2 separate regions of the Gossypium hirsutum genome follow, and region 2 is linked to region 1. Evidence: chromatin contacts called from public Hi-C data. All regions are on one chromosome and are shown on one strand. The core of a region is the stretch at or near the end of the contact, and the rest is flanking DNA. Distances in the headings are between cores, read along the strand shown.

Region 1 (3,670 bases), core at 765-3,264:
TAGTAAAAATCTTATTTATTACATATGTATTACAATAGTTAAACATAAAATAAAAAATAGTTAATACAAATTTAAACTTGAAATCAGAAAGATAAGTAAAAACTCTTGTAAAAAATAAGACTTCTTCAAAATAAACGAAATATTTTCCATTCCCTTTACTAAAAAGAATTCATGGGAGTGGATAACTAGTACCAATTGAATTAATTTACTGCTAACTCATATGCTAAAACATATGTAAAAAATAATACTCCTACCAAACGTAGGATAAGAGTGCTAAAGGAGTAGGTTCAGACATTGGAAGGCTGAGTGTTTTGCAAACATCCAAATGCAAGCATACAAACAATAATTCTCTTTTTCATATACAAACAAAATGCATACACATATATATGTGCATATATAACTATAAGGCTTCTGTGAATTTATAGGAACTTATGAAAATGCTAAGCAACTGTATCTTAAAGGCTGTGCTCTTGAGCCATTATTGTAAGCTCTGCTTCAGAATGAAATATTATCTCCATTCATTTACTTTATCCTTTACAAAACCCTTAGTACAAAGACAAGCAAGCTTATTTCCAGTGGCTATAAAAACTCAAAACTTCATATCACTTCGTTGGTAAAGGAAAGTTCATATCACTGGGTACAATGAACATTCACATATCTAGATCATCGGTACTGTTTTGTTTTTCTTCTCCATCTAAAACCAACAAGTTTTTAGATTTTCCATCCCGAAACAATCCAAACAACCCGCAACAGAAATAAACGAATCACAGTCCAACAAGGAACTAGGCTCTGATTCATTGAGTACAAGTGTTTCATGTTTTAACAATAACAAGCTCAGTTGAAGAGGAGTTCAAGAAAAGCACTAGGTTCTGGACGAACAATAATATAGGATCTATGACATCAACTCATTCACACAAGAGGCTATATTTAATGGGCTTAATTAATTGCCTACATACATGGATGACAGAGAAACATATACTATAATCATAAAGATGACAAATAGCACAAAGCACCGATAGACAAATATTAAACCCGAGCCCTAAAACAAAACCCAATTTCTATGCTTCCTTTGTCTCATTAACCCCATATCTTACCAAACTCTTCTTCACATCTCTACAGAACCCATTTTAAATTGAGTAAAAAAAAACAATATCTAACAGGATCATCCAAACAAAGACATACAATTTCTAAAGTAAAACAAGCTGCTAATATTTAGAAAGGCAAGATACACCTACAGAATTGGATATTCATAGATATTAAGAAGATGACGCCATTCCATTGCCTAACATATTAAAATGATAAGGCATATGACACCTTAAATTGAGCTTTAAACTATCTCCTATGGCCTAGCAGGAAAGTGGTGAACTACATAAACAAAAGAAAAAACCTTAAAATGAGCAGAACCCAGTAATGTATTTACCGTTCTAAGCTGACCAAACTGCTCCTTGTCGTTTAAAAACTGCTTCATTTTATGGGTTCTGGGATTATGCACCCACATGGTACCGTCCATAATCTGAACCCCGTTTTCTTCACAAGCCTTTAGAATCTGATCAAACTCGGCCACGCTCAAGGCGACGGGCTTCTCCGTGAGCAGATGCTTCTTTTTCTGAGCCGTCAAAACAGCCCATTTGAGGTGGAGGCTAGTGGGTAAAGGCAAATAAACGGCGTCGATGTCGGGGTCGTCAAGAAGGGACTCGTAGGAGCCGTAGATCTTGGTGTCAGGTGGGAAGCCATTAGCCTTGGCGAAATTGGCGGCTTTGTCGAAGGAGCGGCTGGCAACGGCGGAGACAGTGGCGTTAGGAGCAAGCTGGATAGCTCGAGAAACTTTGCGGGCTATCTCGGCACACCCAATGATTCCGAATCTGATCGGAATACCAGCCATCGTTTGGCTATCAGGAAGAGAGAGATGATCAGAAGGATACTATTTGTAGTCAGTGTACCGCAACACCGATATTGTTATCCGACTTCGTATTCGAGTTTTTTCGCCAATAAATAGTGATATTTAAATACTAGAATGTTGTAAATTATCTTTTAAAAAGGAAAATATAAAATTAAATTAGAGTAATATAAATAGATATTAGTCTTTGATACTAGGTGTATTTTTTTATTTCCCATTTATAGAAAATTATTTGGTTGTATAATAAAATATAAAAAAATAAATTTTTTTTAAAATTATTTGTGAAATAAAAAATATAATAATTCTTTTTATTATTTTTAATTTATGAAAGATATATTTCCATGAGCCGAACCCTCAAATGCTTTTTTTTTCTTCTGAAATATTATTTTTCCTTGTTTAACCAAGCTTAATAAGCAACTAGTTGGTGGTATGTTTTGATTGGAGGGTAGATTGTTTATAATGTGATTGTTTTAAGGGCAGTGCATATGATGCCATGGAAGCATTATGTATGGGTGATTAAGAATTTGTACAGAACAGGTTCATTGTCTATCCAATCCCACTGATCACAAATTTGTTTTATTAGGCTGGAGATACAGCATCTGCAAGGCGGTATGATTTGTTTGAGCTGCATGCTCCCGGCTGAATTTAGAATTTCTTCAAGGAGTGACAAGATTTTAATTATAATTTTTCATTAAAAAATTATAAATTTATCATGTATTCATCATCTTTTAAGGTATTAAATAGAAATTTTTTTATTTTTAGGAGGGTTAAAATGTAATTTTATTATATATTAATTTATAATTTTTCTATTTATAAGAAGATTGAATTGAAAAATTTTCAATTTAAGAAGACCAAAATATAATTTCACTAAAATTAATTTATAAATTTTCTATTTATAATAAGACTAAATTGATTTTTATTTTATTTTTTGAGAGGCCAAAATCTTTGTCTCCCCATCCTAAAATTCGTCTCTAGACATATGATTGTTTAAATTAGATTAGATCAATCGATCAGATTAAAAAATTAAAAAATTGTAAGGTATTAATTCAAAAATTGATATTAAATTAATTAAATTAAATTTTTAAACATCTTTTATTTTTATAATCTTCAATAATTTATTAAATTAAACCATACAAAATCACTAATTTTCTCATGAGCTTACCCGAACCATATTAAGGCTCTAGTGGCATAATTCTATTTAAAGTTTACAAACATATATTACAAGAAGTACAATTATAATAGTTATTATGTGTTTTGAAAATTGAAATTATTAAATTATTTTAAAGATTATAAAAGGAATTCCACAGTCGCCGATTAACAAAACTTTTTTAATAATTTCAGTGATTTAAATCAAAATTTTCTATAAATAATTAGATTATATTACATGGGTGAAAAAAATGATATAATAAACTTATAAAAAATTTGAAAAATTTTAATTAAAATGGTAAATTTGAGATAATGAATATAATGATGTTTTAGGCTTTATTTTTATTTTGTGCATGTATTTTTTAAAGATATAATTACTTATTTGGTGTTTCCAACTTTTTAAAAAAAATTAGTTTTCAATTTAATTTTGTATCTGTTTTAGTGTTCAAACTTATACTGTTTGTCAAATTCTTTAAAAATAAATAAAAAAATATTCACATTTGTTAATTTTATACATGGATTGTCAAGTAAATGTCAAATCAATAATTAATTAATTTTTTAAAATTAATTAATTTTAAATATTTAAAAAAATATATAAAAAAATACATTTTTGATATTTTTAATTTT
Region 2 (3,670 bases), core at 639-3,138, 240 kb before region 1:
ATATATGGCTATCTTAACCGTTTTTAATGTTTACATAATAATAGTATTATATATTTCTATATATTTAAGTTTTATATGTTATACATTACATAATATATAAATATAATATAACATAATATATTACAAACTTAAAAAATTGGTCGGTTCAAGCTCGAGCCTTGAATGTTCAAGTCAGATCTAATTTTTTTTGCCCAAACTCATTTTTTGGACTTAATATTTTCACTCAAGCCCTTTAAAATTTTAAACTGACCTTCAGACTTAGACAAATAATCCGACTAATGAATAGATGTAATTGAGTACTATTGATTGTTTTTAGTATAAACACAATTAATCCTCACTGGTTAGGGGCTTTAATTTTTCTAATATACTTTTCATATTTTTAATTTTTTATTGTGGCCGATTAAGTTTTAATTTGGTTGGCCTTAACATTGTTGCAAGTAAAAGAGAATGTAAGTTCAAATGTATTGAAACATGTTTATTCTTTTATTTAAAAAGTAAGGAGAAAATATGAATAGTTTTAAGTATTATATATGTATAAAATAAAAAAAATAAAAAAACATTTTATCCCATAAATTTGGGTTAGATATTTTTTCTCGCAAAAGACATTTTTAGAGATAATGAATTTAACATAATATGATTTTTTATGCTTTGATGATATAGTAAATAAATATACAAATGTCCAATAAAATGTTTCGAATTTTGAGTAAGTGATGAATTGTTTAAGATTTGTATATAGAAATTGAAATTGTTTAAGATCTTAACTTACAAAGAGAGTATCTAAAATGTTCATTTAGGCACCCAATTAATTATGCCATTTCTCTTTTATCTTTTTTGTCAAATAATGTAACATGTTGTAAACATTTTAATCCAAAACTATAAATCCTCAACTTAATTATAAATTCAAAAAATATCTACTCTGAACTTGAAATTATAATCTTTAAGGTAGTGTTTGAAAAGCCACTTAGTAACTGAATTTGGGTGTAATTGTTTGTAATTATATAGGTGTGGCATGTTTGAGTATCCATTATAATAAGTAAGTTCCACTAAATTAAGTGTAATTGGAGCACCCTAATTACACTTTTTAAGTCACCCCAATTACACTTTCTAATTGACTTAAGATATTTTCATAGAAACCAAAATAACTCTCTAGAAGTCCTTTTGCTTTTCTCGCTCATTTTGTAAGTTCGAGGTAAGTGTTTTTTTTCGGTTACTATTGCCGGAGGTAGCCTTTTGGTTGGTTGTCGGTCCCTTTCCTTTCTTCCTCCCTCCTTCCCTTCTTTTTCTGTCTTCTTTCCTCCTCCCTTCTATCATTCCTTTTGTTATCTCTTTTTTTTTTCCATTTTGTTTCTTTCCCCATTGTTTCTCTACCTCCCCTTATTGGTGGGTCATGCATTGGTAGGATCCCCCTTCCTCATTGGCCTTTCGAGTATTGACACCCACCTTTCTCTTCTCCACCTCCTTCCGTTTCTTCCGTCCTTCCCCACCGTTTTATTTCTTTTTCTTTTTTCCCTCTTTTTGTTTCTCTCCGTTGTTGACTCCTCCTTTACTAGTTGTGAAGGTCAGCTTTCCCTTTTCTTGACATAATAAAGGTTCATTTGGTCTTCCTTCGTGGAGGTTTTCTCGTGCCCTAAAGGCTCGTATTTCTAAGATCTTATGTGTTCCGATTTCTCGACTCCTTCATGGCTCGTTTTGACTGTTTTTATTTTCTAGCAACTGCACATATGTTATTCTTAGGTTCGTTATATTGTGTCCATTGCCATTGGAGCAAGGTTATGGAAAGGGGCTCAATGGTTCAAAGTGACGTGTTCACTTTATTTACTAGTAGCCTTTTATCTAAGTGTGTTAGATTCCTTCAAAGAGTGGCTTGAATCCTGCTTTGCTCACTCTCACGTGGTGGAGGCCTGTTACACATAGTTTGCTTTGTTTGGTATGGCTTGACTTTATGTTAAACGTGCATACTGTACCTTTGGTTGTAATATCTTTTAAGCTTCCAATGTGTCTCGGATGAATCATATCCCTTTCTTTGTACTGATGTTACAATCAATGATATTATCCTTCAAAAAGGGATAGATCTCAAAAGTATGCATGAAATTCAGTCTAATGTGTAATTTTACACAATTTTACACATGAACTTTGATTTTGTACATTTTTATACATGAAATTTTGAGTTGATTTGATTCTAAAAAATTATTAACACAATTATTGAAATATCATCATTTTATGTTTATATATTGCATATAGAAATACTTATATTTATCCAATATAAAAATAAATTGATGTATTTATTTCTTCAAATGTGTATGATTGAATCAAAATTAAGGTTTTATGTATACATCTGAACCACGATCAAAGTTTCATGTTTATAATTGAACTAAATTAAAGTTCACGTGTCAAATTACACATTGAATCAAATTTCATGTGTAATTTTGAGATTTATCCCCAAAAAAAAAGAACAAAAAAAAATTATACTTTTCAATTATTAAGAGGGAGGGAGAAAATTCGAGTAATTACATTGGCAAACCCTCAAATTCAATTATTTTATTACTTTCCAAACACTCATACTATCATCGATGTTTTTTTTTAATTTAGATCAGTGGCTAAATCAATTAGATTACCAATTCCCTGATCCAATCAGTTTGATTAAAACATTATAAAATTTATAAAAATCTTGGTTCAACCAATTTTTTGGTTGGTTCAACCGATTCGTACCAATTCTTGATCTAACCAGTTCAAAGTCACTCTTTGGACTGATACACCAATCGATTCCCAATCCAATCAGTCTGTCCGGTCGGTCTAGTCTAGTTCCAACAACATTGATTGTCATACATGATTTAATTTTAAGAAATATTTTTTTTACAAGTTTAAGTTATAAATTTTATATTATAAGCATGAACACGAATGAGTATGTGAGATAATTATGACAAAAAATTCTAAGGTTACATTATAAATCTTAAAATTTATATTATAAAAATTAATTTATTTGTATTTTGTAAAACTAAAAAAAATTATATTATTTAAATTCTAAAAAATTTAAAATTATGGCTGAAAAACATATTATAAAAAATAAGTTATGTGTTATAAAAGACTAAAAGTGTTATAATATACATATTTATAATAAATGTTGGAAAAGTTATTGAACATTTTATAAACTTTTTTTTATAAAGGTTATATGTTATAAATTTTATAAAATTTTTACCTAATTTACGTATTATAAAAAGAGTTATAACCTATTATAAGTTTTTTTTTCTTTTCAAATTAGGTTTATTTAAGTTTTTATAAACAAAGCTATAGATTGTTTATGCTATGTGTTTGAAGATCAAGTTTGTTAAATGCAGTGGAAAATAGGTTTAAGGGAAAACCATAGCTTGAAAAAAATTTCAAACACAAGAACTTGGTTGTGTTATCTAAAATAATAAACACTTAATCAAACTCGTACCTTTATGATTCGTCTAGCATGAATGCTTCGACCGAGTACTCTTCTTCGCTATCCTCAAGCTCATGTTCGCTGAGTGTGAGCTCACTTCGAATCAGAAAATTTTTCACAAAATTATCAGTAAGGTAATTTTGTAATTTCTCTAAACTTCTATGGTCAAGTTCTAAATGTTAAAAATATCTCTAGAAATTTTCTTGAATAATTTCTTCGGAAAATTTTATCTCTACAACTTTTCTT

The links. Hi-C and Micro-C count contacts between places; a contact is called where the count stands out from the background.
Region 2: a contact with region 1 is called in a Hi-C map of leaf, with 2.9 times the contacts expected there. The contact joins the enhancer-like site here to the promoter of LOC107957509 in region 1. A contact is called at or near these places in 2 of 34 Hi-C or Micro-C datasets (both in leaf).

Annotation. Positions count from the first base shown.
Region 1 is chrA05:31,302,059-31,305,728 of Gossypium_hirsutum_v2.1, reverse strand. It overlaps LOC107957509, which reads right to left and starts at 2,014. Exons shown (of 2, transcript XM_016893030.2): 1 at 1,421-2,014. The coding sequence starts at 1,882.
Region 2 is chrA05:31,544,634-31,548,303 of Gossypium_hirsutum_v2.1, reverse strand. No RefSeq gene overlaps it. Among protein-coding and RNA genes, the nearest start is that of LOC107957503, 58 kb to the left of the region's middle. Within about 2 kb of position 1,888, at least 6 of the 9 cell types and tissues checked have an H3K27ac peak or open chromatin away from gene starts, as enhancers often do. A contact at or near this core is called in leaf, where this site is marked.